Linked DNA regions of Mus musculus: region 2 is linked to region 1. A link is a contact called in public promoter capture Hi-C data. All regions are on one chromosome and are shown on one strand. Each heading gives the region's core, a stretch centred on a gene start, on an enhancer-like site or on the middle of the called end of the contact. The rest is flanking DNA. Distances are from core to core; before and after follow the strand shown.

The links. Promoter capture Hi-C pulls out the DNA fragments that hold promoters and counts their contacts.
Region 2: a contact with region 1 is called in a promoter capture Hi-C map of pre-B cells, with 2.6 times the contacts expected there. The contact joins the enhancer-like site here to the promoter of F2rl2 in region 1. A contact is called at or near these places in 6 of 39 promoter capture datasets (the 3T3-L1 cell line, embryonic stem cells, liver and 2 more) and 1 of 9 other capture datasets (macrophages).

Annotation. Positions count from the first base shown.
Region 1 is chr13:95,693,246-95,699,032 of GRCm38.p6, reverse strand. F2rl2 (coagulation factor II (thrombin) receptor-like 2) reads right to left here and starts at 2,113. Exons shown (of 2, transcript NM_010170.4): 1 at 1,906-2,113. The coding sequence starts at 1,969. All of the region lies in intron 13 of Iqgap2 (IQ motif containing GTPase activating protein 2), which reads left to right.
Region 2 is chr13:95,416,650-95,422,416 of GRCm38.p6, reverse strand. No RefSeq gene overlaps it. Among named protein-coding and RNA genes, the nearest start is that of Crhbp, 25 kb to the left of the region's middle. Within about 2 kb of position 3,111, at least 49 of the 459 cell types and tissues checked have an H3K27ac peak or open chromatin away from gene starts, as enhancers often do. A contact at or near this core is called in pre-B cells, where this site is marked.

The DNA of each region.
Region 1 (5,787 bases), core at 864-3,363:
CTTGGCACAGCTCAGCCAGTTCCCGTTAATCAATTCTTCAAATGCCAATAGAAGCCTTTTACATTCCCATTCGAAAAGCTAGTGCCCTCCCACTGAGGTCTGGACACAAAACTCCTGCATCCCCCATTTTAACTCTTCCAGGGTGATGTTCAGTAGACTGACCCATGTTCTCTTTCTGATTTTTATCTCTGGCCCTTGCTCTCCCAGACTTGGGAGTTTGCATAGGCTGAATTCAATGTAGCGGGCAGAATCGGTGTTGTCCGAACAACTGGTAAGTGAAGGTGACGCTGTGTCCTCCAGGGAAAGACTACTTTGGAAGGTAGCATTCCATGTGCCTGAGTTTAGATGCGAGCATTATTGGAATGTCCTGTTACGTCTGAGCTCAGCCACTTAAATCCTTCTGCACGTGCACATTTGGGTAAAGCCAAGTCTGATATCACTCAAAACAACACCTGTAAAGGAAGCTGGCAGAACCATGTATACAAATTTCTTCCCTCCAAGGTCTGATGAGAAAGCTGATGAAACCAAGCACTAGTCAGCTTTCAGGAGAGTCCTGTGCTTGGGCAAGATACGTGTCTACAAACACACAGAAAGGAGACTGCTCCCCGAATATTTCAGATCGGGCACCCCCTAGATCTTCTATTCGTTAGAAACTGTCTTTCCTTCAGAATCGTGCTCCTTGTTCAATGTTATTTATAAAACGACACGCAACTGACTAGGATTTTTTTTTTTGGTTTCCATTTGGTGCAGTGTTTCTGAAATGCTCCCCGCCTGGGAGAAGGCTTCAGAGAGTCTAATCCAAAGAGAATGGCCCTCAGCCACACACACCCCACCTCACATCTCTCCAAGGCAGACTTCGAACCCACTGTCCCACCTCTCCTTAAGTCTCACTTCTCAGTCTCCCAAGCAGGCTAGCATCAGGAAGGAACTCCCTCTCATAACTCATTTCCTTGCAACCATGGCTCAGCTTTGTGGCTTCTCCTCTCAGAGAAACCATAAACCTAGCCAACCCGTGCTTGTACCGCCCCTGCCATGGGTCCCCTTAAGCAGGGAACTCAATTTAAGGATCGTTCCTTTTGCAGACGGCTGCCTTTTGTTTAAGTTGGTTTCTTCCCAGTTCCTCCTCCTAATTGATTGCCCTGTGGCCTGACAGAGTCCTGCATACAATCCTGTCTCAAAGTAGTTCATTTCAGAACAATGAGGAAGTTATATAAGCTACCACAATAGAAGACATGTTCAAAGTGAAATAATTATATTTGGGAAAGCTTATTTCTAAAATTATACATAACCAAATTATGCCTAAACATCGTATACAGACATATCCGTATAGACATATATACACACAGACATATATACATATATATGTGAGGGACAGAGAGAACTCCTTGGTTCTGAAACATTAAGAAAAGACGGTATTTCACCTTGGAAACACGTCACATCCCTGATTAATGTCACTGGCTGCTGAAACCAAATTACTTTTCCTGGCAGTATTTTTTTTCCCACCGGTGCCTCAACAGAAATTATAATATTTAGAAATTTGAAAAGATTTTTTTAATGCCTTGAAAAAGTGCAATCTTTTCTACATCTGAACATTGTACACATACAAACACTTCTCACGCCAAAAAAAAAGTGGTTTTTGACTTAATCATAAAGTCTTGACTCTGTCACAAATGTAGAGACACTACTAGTAGAGAAGAACGCTTGGTCTTTGACAAGGTTTGACTTGGGAACAAGCTTGAATATTTCCACGCTATATTACCCCAGGCTAAAACCAGATCAAATTGTGTCTTTGGGTTCACAGTTTCTAGGAGTTAACAAGAAAATTAGGGCATTTGACTCTGACAGCAGAAACCATCCACTCACCACTCTCTCACCCCCATGCTAGACCACAAGAAGGGGACTTACCACTTTGGCAAACAGTGACTGGCAGAAACAGCAGCCCAGCTGCAACCAAGATAAGGATTTTCATCTTGATGTCCTGAGACCCGGTTACAGGATGTTGTTAAGTATACAAAGTCACAGCGTAGATTCCCCTCAGCTCCATGTATGAGCAGCAAGTGGAAAGCTGAGAACTCTGCCAGCCTGGACTGTGTGGGCAGGGACTCGTCCTTGCCTCTACAGAGAAAGGATGTGGCCACTTGATGTTTCTGTCTGTGTGCATGACTCAGGCTGAGCCTCTCTGGAGGAGTTGCCATATCCCTTTTATCTCTTCCTCACCCCCTCCATTATTTCATTTAGAACCAGTGCTGTAGTTCTCCCAGGGGCTTGGAATAATGGCAGAGACTGCAGAGTCCCTTGCAAAACAAAGCTGAGAACAGGTGCTGGGAAGCAATTAGCTTTGAATCAATTCCACTGCCCCGGTTCTATTCCCTATGCCAAAACCCTAGCTCCAGAGTTACGCCTTCTATTTAACACAAGAACAGTCAGACATTACACTCCTGTGTAACAGTCAGACATTCACTCCGCCATGGTCAGAACGGCCTCTTCTTACCGTAAATGGGAACAAACACAGAGTTCCATGGTGTGTAGAGCGTGAGAGGCTTTGGAGCGCACAGGCCTACATGCAATGTCTTCATCAAGCCCCTCCCCTCAAGGCTCAGGGATCTATGCGGAAGAGAAGGCAAAAAGATTGTTAAGAGCCAAAAGGGATCGATAGCTCCATGGAAACAGTGTCTTCCGGATAAATCAGGACTGGTGCACATATGAACTCACAGAGAAGGCAGCATGCACAAGGCCTGCACAGGTTCAAGCCAAGGAGGGTCCCAGAGCTGAGAGGGGAAGGGGACTGGGGCTCCCACCACTAACCCAGAAAGTTCTGCAGTTGATACCCACTGGCAAAGGAAAGAGTGGTTTCCTCCAATGGAATCTCCTGGATGCCCTAGGCACATGTCAAGGTAGGCCCTACACCCAGGAGTGGTTGGCTAACACAAAGAAAATTCAGTGGGATTTTTGCAGACTTTTCATCTCCTACTGCTTTGTTTGTTTGTTTGTTTGTTTGTTTGTTTGTTTTTTCTTTTTTTTCTGCCTTAATGGTCTTTTTGTTTGTATATTTGGGTTTCCATTTTGTTATGCTTTTGTGGGCTTTGGTGTATGCATTTCTTGTTTCTGTTTTTATTATTTGTTTAAATATAGACAGAAAGGGTATGGCGTTAGGGAGGTAGGAAGGATCTGGAAGTTGAGGAGAGGGAAAAGCGATCAAAATATAACATGAAATTTCTTTTTCAAAAATCAAAATGAAATTGTGCTTTATTTCAAATTTTAGTTCCTAAACTGATCACATAGTTATAAACTGAATTAATCATGAGAAGCGAATACACCCTCCCTCCTCCATCTTTTATTTTGTTATTTTGTTCTTTGAGACAGAGTTTCATATAGTCTGGCTTGCCTTGAACTCAGGATGCAGTTGAGCTCCTGGGCCACCTCCTGCTGCCTCTGGGCTGCTGGGATCTGTGGAGCTGGACACTAAACCCAGGGCTTCTAGGACTCTATCAACAGAGTTACATCCTCAGGCCTGGCAAATATTTAAGAAGTTCAAATTGTATCAGAGGGATTAGATTGTTTCTAAATTTCACCTGAGGGTGATAGTACTTATTTATGACCCCAGCGCTTGACAGACGGGCCGTAGCAAGAGGACTGTAATGAGTTGAAAGCGGGCCTTGGCCATGTTGTGAGTTCTAGCCCAGCCTCAGGAACACAGTGAAAGTTTGTCTCAGAGGGAGAAAGAAGACAATTCTCTACCTGCCTTCCAATGCCCTGACAGCCCTTAGTGCCTGTCAGGAACTTAGTTTTATTGTGTCTGGGAAGAAGGTTCATTTGCCATTGATCAATGTGTCCTATGATAACTCTATAGGATAAGATAACAGGATAGATGCAAACCCCCCCCCAAAAAAAACTATTTGAACTGAACTAAATTAAAATCATAATAAAATATCGAAGAACAAGACCTTGCTTTATTCCATGAACTTTTTGTTTTGTTTTGTTTTGTTTTGTGACCTGGTTTCTTGGAACTCTATCTATAGACCAGGCTGGCCTTGAACTGAGATCCACCTGCCTCTGCCTCCTGAGTGCTAGGATTAAAGGTGTGCACCACCATAGCCAGCCTGTTATTCCATGAATCTTGATGAATGAACAGATTTATAATAAGCATTTTAAGATGATAGATAGATAGATAGATAGATAGATAGATAGATAGATAGATAGATAGATAGATAGATGGATGGATAGGCAGATAGATAGATAGATAGATAGATAGATAGATAGATAGATAGATAGATAGATAGATAGATAGATAGATAGATAGGCAGATAGGCAGATAGGCAGATAGGCAGATAGGCAGATAGATAGATAGATAGATAGATAGATAGATAGATAGATAGATAGATAGATAGATAGATAGATAGATAGATAGATAGATGATAGATAGAGATATCTTAACTATCATAAAGTACCGTTCGTTAGTGTTACGTGTTAGTTTCACACCTGAGACAGTTGGCTGAGGTGCCTATTTAACAGACCAGAGTGGACACTGACTACCAGGGTCTCCCAGCATCCCTCAGTCCCTACCTGTTACAGGTCCCTCCTAGCTGGCCTTCTACCCTGCCTTCTACCCTAAACTTTTCCAGTCCAGGGGGCTGGGCAGCTCATCCCTTAAAAAAATCCAACTATTTTGGTTACATACTCTCTTTATACCATTAGGCCTCCTGGCTGCTTCACCTGGTTCCCCTCTCTCCCCTTTCCCCACCCCTCTCCCTCTCCCTACATGGTACAGCTCAGTATGGCTGTATATACTCTGGCTTCTCCCTCATATGGCCATATATACTCAGTATGGCCATATATACTCTGACCTCTCCCTCATATGGCCATATATACTCAGTATGGCCATATATACTCTGACTTCTCCCTCATATGGCCACATATACTCAGTATGGCTGTATATACGCTGGCCTCTCCCTCATATGGCCATATATACTCAGTATGGCCGTATATACTCTGACTTCTCCCAAATAGCTCTGAGTCTGGTTATGCTCTCCCTTATCTACAATAAACCTAGAAGCAGTCATGTCTCCTTCCCTTTTGTTTTTCTTGTTTTCATTCATTTGGTGCCAAAACCAGGAATGGCATAAATGAGATCCCTTCTGGGGAACTGGACCATTCCAAACCAAGCTACTGATCTGACTCTCCTAAGATGTGTACAGATCCTTGGTTATAACATATATATATGTATATATATATATATATAATCACATTTATATCTTAGCCTTCAGAGTGTGCAGTTCACTAATGTTAAGTACATTTAACAAAGTATTTTTTTAAAAAAAAGAAAACTTGATTATAATTCATTTGCCTTGATATATTTTAAATTCCAAGGCAGGCAATTCCACCTCTAAAATGCAGCAAAGAAATCAGAAAATTCAAACTTCATGAGAAGTTAAAATGAGATGAAGGGGCAACTAGGAAATAATAGAGATCTATATTAACTTTTCTCATCTTGATTAAATTTCGCCAAATTGCATAATTTCCAAAGTCAGATTTAAGTACTTCAACTGCATAATCTATGGTACCATAAACTAAGGTAGAATGTTCTAATACTATAGAAACAAGAAACCCAGAAAATTTACAGGGGGAGGGGGGGCAGTTATTTCTTGGCATCACCCAAATTCAGGAAGGTGTGGTGTAATTTGCATGTGGCCTGGTTGCTGGTTTTATCCCTGTTCAATTAGGCACAGCGTGGCTGTGTAGCTGAGTGGAGGCCCAGCCCTCGAATCCCTGTGGAGTCTGGTTGAGGTC
Region 2 (5,767 bases), core at 1,862-4,361, 280 kb after region 1:
GGCAGGCTGAGCTCTGAAAGAACTCCGCAACTTCATCCAAGGAGGCAACAGAAAGAGAAAATGGAGCCTGGCACCAATCCTATTGGCTCTTGTGGTAATAGTGGATTATCCTTGCGGGACGGGTCTCTTTGAGTGCCAATATGCCTGTACAAAACACAGCTCTTGCCTCAAAGGGAATAAGAGGTAGTTTATAATGCACCAAATATGAGTGACTGTGGTTTAAGAACACAGATTGTTGTCTTGAACGGCTTATTTCACTGTGAAAACAGTTACATAAACTTTTAATCGACAGAGTCTAAAAAAAAAAAAAGGCTTAAATTAAAGCCTTTACCAAATACATCGATGAGGACTACAAGTGGATGGGTTGTAGAAAAAATGGGGGAAGTCCCTGCTACACATTTTAGATGTTATCTGATGACATTCTTAGCTTTTGGGTTGGTGAAAGCTAGTAGTCTGCTAAGAGTATGTAACAAAAGTTTTCCTGATAATCAAGGGGCTGGAGAGAGGGCTCAGTGGTTAAGAGCATGTATTACAGAGGCCCTGACTTCAGTTCTCAGCACCCACATCAGGTGGTTCACAACCACTCTAGTTCCTGGGGATCTGATGCCTCCAGCCTCCGCAGGCACCTGCACCCCATGTGCCCATAGCCCTCACACAGAGATGCATAATTAAAAATAAAATGAATCGATCTTGCTCTTCCCGTCCATGGCACTGTGGGAGTCTCCAAGCTACCTGCAGATATGACCAAATCCAAGAACCACACCACATACAAACCAGTCCTGCGGTGGGTGGTACAGAAATTTTAAAAATCCCAGTCAGTCATAAAAATATGAATCTCTTAAGGGGGTTGACCCCAAGTTCCTGAGGAACATACGCTTTGCCAAGAAGCACAACTAGAAAGGATGAAGAAGGCCTGAAGAAGATGCAGGCCAAAAATGCAAAGGCAGTGAGTATGCCCGCAGAGGCCATCAAGGCCTTGTGAAGCCTCAGGCCATCAAGCCCAAGATGCCAAAGGGCCCCAGCCACAAACTCAGCTGTCTGGTTTTCATCGCTCACCCCAAACAGATTTGACTTTGCATGGCCAAGGGTCATAGGCTCTGTCAACCAAAGCCAAAGATTGCAACCAAGATAGAGACCACAGCTCCTGCTAAGACCCAAGCTTCATTTCCAACCCAGGCTTCCAAAGGTGCCCCGGCCCCTTTGAAGGCCCCATTTCTATAGTAGTTTCTGCCAATGTGAAGACAGATGGACTGCTGTGACACACCTACACTATTTGCAGATGGCCACTGTCCTATGCTGTTTTTACTAATAAACTTGAGGCAAGATATGTTAAAGAGAAAACTAAATAAATCCTACCTGATAATGAAAAAACTTTTAGGTCATTATGGAGGTGAACAACGAGAAGTTATTAAAGAGATTAAAGATAATTTTGGCTGTGTATCTGCATCATTCCAACTCTCAACAATGGAAGTTCTGATCAGATAATCAGCCTTGTAGAATCTTTAACATAGGTAAATTTGTTTGATTTGGGGGGTTGGTCAGTTCATGAAGTACAAGGACTTGCCCAAGGTCATCCAGGTTCTCCTCCATAAAGGAATCACATTTGTTTGTGGAGATTAACTCCTGAAAATATAGTTCATCTCCAGACATTACACTGAGAGAGAGACCTTAGAACACTTAGTCCTAAATGGGGTGTCTCCATCACCCCCCGGGGCTTAGGGAACCCCATGGAAGACGAGGCAAAAAGAGTGTGTAAAACAGAGGAGATGGAGGACCCCAAAGGAACAAGGTCTTCCACATGCACATGAGCAAGTCTCATGAGCAGCATGTCCTTGGTTTGCACCAGGCTGCACCAGGTCCTCGGTGCTTATGTTACAGCTTCCAGTTTAGTATTTCTGGGGACTCCTGAGTGTGTAAAAGAGAGGATCTCTGATGCTTCATCCTCCTCTTGGGCTCTTTTCCTGCTGTTGGCTTGTCTTGTCCAACTCTGATGTGACAGTTTTTGTTTCATCTTATTAGATCTTATTTTGTTACAGTTTTAAACATGAGTGAGAGAAAACCCAGCCACCAGGATAAGAACTGTCATTTTTACACTTTTCTCCAGTGGAGAGACCTTGAGTACACTAAGCACTCCAAGACAGGCATCATGTTCAGGAATAGTTGAGCTAACATGTAACAGACTCCACAGTGTGTGTGTGTGTGTGTGTGTGTGTGTGTGTGTGTGTGTGTGTGTTGTGTGTGTGTATTGTGTGTGTGTATGTGTGTATGTGTTCGTGTATGTGTGTGTATGTGTGTGTGAGTGTGTGTGTATGTGTATGTGTGTGTATGTCTGTGTGTGTATATGTATGTGTATATGTGTATGTGTGTGTGAGTGTGTGTGTGTATGTGTGTGTGTGTGTGTGTGTGTGTGAGTGTGTGTGTGTGTGCTTTTATTTGGTTACAGTTCAGTGTTTCGGTTGGGTTTTTCATTTTGGGTGGTGTTTCATTTTCTTTTCTTTTTTTTTTTCTTTTTGCGGCGGGGAGGGGCACAGTTTCTTGTATGTGAGAGTTTCTAGGTATTTCATGAGTGGCATCCTCTGAAGCTCTGGAAGATGGCACTGGGTGGGCTGCATGGCCAGGCCTTCTCTGGATAAACAGTGGCCATCCTACACTTCCTGTTGAAATCTTAACCACCATAGTGAGTGGGGGAAAATGTGGTGTTTCTGATGCGGAAACCCTTGTAGGCAATCATTGGCCAAAGGCTCCAAGGGAAGTCTATATTTGGCAGTACTTCTTGAGTTTCAGTATGACTGCAGGTCCCCTGGGCATCCTGCTGACAGTCAGGTTTAATGTTGGGTGGGCTATGAGAGTTTGAATTTCCCACAAGCTCTAGAAATGCTCACCAAGATGGCAAGAAACCCCAGAGCATACAGACCTGTGTAAGGAGGAAGCTGCTTTCCGATGCAGCCTGTGGCCCACAGATTGTTTTTGCTCTCCTTGGAGTGTTCTGCAAGATAAACACCACCGCATGCTATTTCCCCCACATCACTTGGGAGCAGCCTCAGAAGGAGCAAGCTGTAACCTGTGAACGGGAGACACATTAATAAAACAAAGCTCCAGAGAGAAGTCCGAGGCCAGCCTGTTGCCATGACGCCGGATTAATGACACTGCGCTGGCAGAGTGATTCTCCCTGGAGTAGTTATCAGCTGACACTATCTTAATTACACATTGAAACAAGCTCCTGCTCCCAGCAAACAATTATTTCCTGATCGATACCCCTGTCTTGTTAGGAATACTCTCTGGCCATTTATAATAAAACCTTTGATTGCCTGTCCTGAAAAAGAGACTCATGCCCACAGCCATCTCTGCTTATTGGCATCTCAACCCGGCTTCTCACAAAGCGTCCGTTTAGCTGTTCAGAGTGGCACAAAGCCCATTATTTGGTACATTTGGGGACCTTTGGTTGTCAATGGGGATGTACAATTTACCTTCTAGCAATGTTTTATGCCCATGTTAGACCCCTACTTGACAGTAAGGGGGAGGTTGTCCCAAGGGCTCTTTGAGTATTTTGACTTTGGATTTCTGTCATTAGAGATCCTCTAAGAGGGCAATGCCACCCTCACTTCCCCTTTTGGTCCTCTTCCCCGTCCTCCATGGCACTAGCACATCAGCTTGGAAATGTCACTGAGACACAGACTATGACTGTGCAGGAAGAATCCTTGCAGATGTGGTGCCGGGCTAGGTTACAAATCCAATTTCTGATGTCCTGACAAGAGGAAAAGAAGGCTGTGGGAATCTCTGTGTGTGTGTGTGTGTGTGTGTGTGTGTGTGTGTGTGTGTGTGTGTGTGTGTGTGTGTGTGTTGATGAGCAGGGGAAGTCTTGTGTGCCCCAGATCACTGCAAATGAATGCAGCAGCTCCAGCCCATGATGGACCCCAGTTTCTCTCCCAACTTCCGGCTTCTCCCCTGCCCGCTAGCTTCTCCGGAACCATCGTGCTCCGGAGAGCTCTTCGGTTCTTCATGGAACACAAGGACTTCCCTTTAACCTGCCCCAGCGAGGGCTCGAGCCCAGTGCTGGCTCCTTCTGCTCACAAGTTTCTTCTCGAGAAAATCCCTGCTTGCATTTCCCACACATGTGACTTGGTTCTGTTGCTTTTATGCAAAAAAAGGTTGTTTTCAGGAGCCTAGAACAACACGCAGAAATGGAGAGACACAAGGAGGAAGGTGTGTGAAGACCAGGCAGAGATCGGATCAGCAGGACGCAGGATGTAGGAGTCAGCTGAGAAGTGGCAAAGGAAAGTCCAGGGCTCTCCCTGAAGCACTCAAAGGGAGCACTGACGTTGATTTTGGGCTCTGGCTTCCAGAACCATGCAGAAAGCACTTCCATGCTACCCAGCCACCCACCTGGCAGTGTCTTGTTAGGACAGCTCAAGGAAACAAATGTAAGGAAAGAGTTAAAGGAGCTGAGCAGGTGAGAAGTTCTACTCCCCCTAGCTTCACCTCTAAAGAAAAAAGACCTTACAAATAAAGCCCTCAGAGAGCAACCCCAATTTCCTCCTTAAGACTCAAGCCAGAGCTTTAAATGCCACAGTTTTAATCCCTCCTCAGCTCTCTTTGTTTTCAGCATCAGAGTTAAGCCTGCATTTCTCTAGTTGACACTCAGAATAATCTTTAATCACATCATCAGTTTCTCAGTTCGCCAGAGGATGTCCGCAGGGCTGTAAGAGCAGTGATGAGCGGCCAGGACGGTGCTAGGGCATTGGAAGTGAGCTGGGTAAGAGGGGCTTGTTAGAAATTGATAAGGACATGGTTACCCTCTGTAAACAAGTCCTTCCTCAGCTATGTTCATTCATAGAAATTGTGTTCACAAAGGAATCATTTTTCTTGTTTAAACCCGCTTCTTAGTCATGCTTCCCTCCCTCACAACTTGCTGTAAGAACCATCTTACATTTCAGATTTCACCAAATATTTAATTGAATAACTGAAATTACCCGGACCTCATGACTACCTTCTCTAGTTGAACACCACCCAACTCCTAAATAATAGTTGCAAACAGGAACTGAATAAATCTGTATTCTTAAAACTATCCTTCAGTAGATGAAGATTGGGGTGATCATTAACATATAACCTGAACTACTGGAAAGTCTGCTCTAAGAACCCCTCCTACACATGCCTTAGTGTGACCTGCCCCGTTACAGCACCTCCTCAAGAGAACCCCATCTCTGCTCCCCTTAAAGTGGACACTGAGTGGATGACGTTGCTCAGTAAAAATATTACAAATGGCACCCAGGAGTCTTTCTCCCTGGAGCCTTACCCCTTCCTCTGCCGATCAAAGTCTGACAGTAAGTTTGGATGGATTTAGTAGGTCTGACACCATAGTCATGGCTGGAACTTATTCTAAGCATAAATGACAATGTAAGCAGAGCTTTGACTGGAGAGACCTGGAGAGGAAGGACAATGACTTCCATCCATCAGAAACTTGCTAGAAAGCAGGCTGTACTGAGGACCGAAGCCCACTGGGAGCCCTTCTCATGTGGAGATGAGGAAACTGGGACTCAGGCTACAGCCAGACTGTGCTGGGACTTGCAGTTGGGTGTCCTAATGCCAGCCTGTTCTCCCTATGTCACTCTGCCCCTCCGTAGGCTTGTTAGACTTTTCTTTTTCTTATGTAACAAATCAGCCATTTCTAAACTTGCCCACTTCTGATTGGAGTTAATTTGTTCTCCCCATCTTTATAAATAAACTTATTCATAAGGGCCAGGCATGGTGGTTCTACACAGCTTGGTCT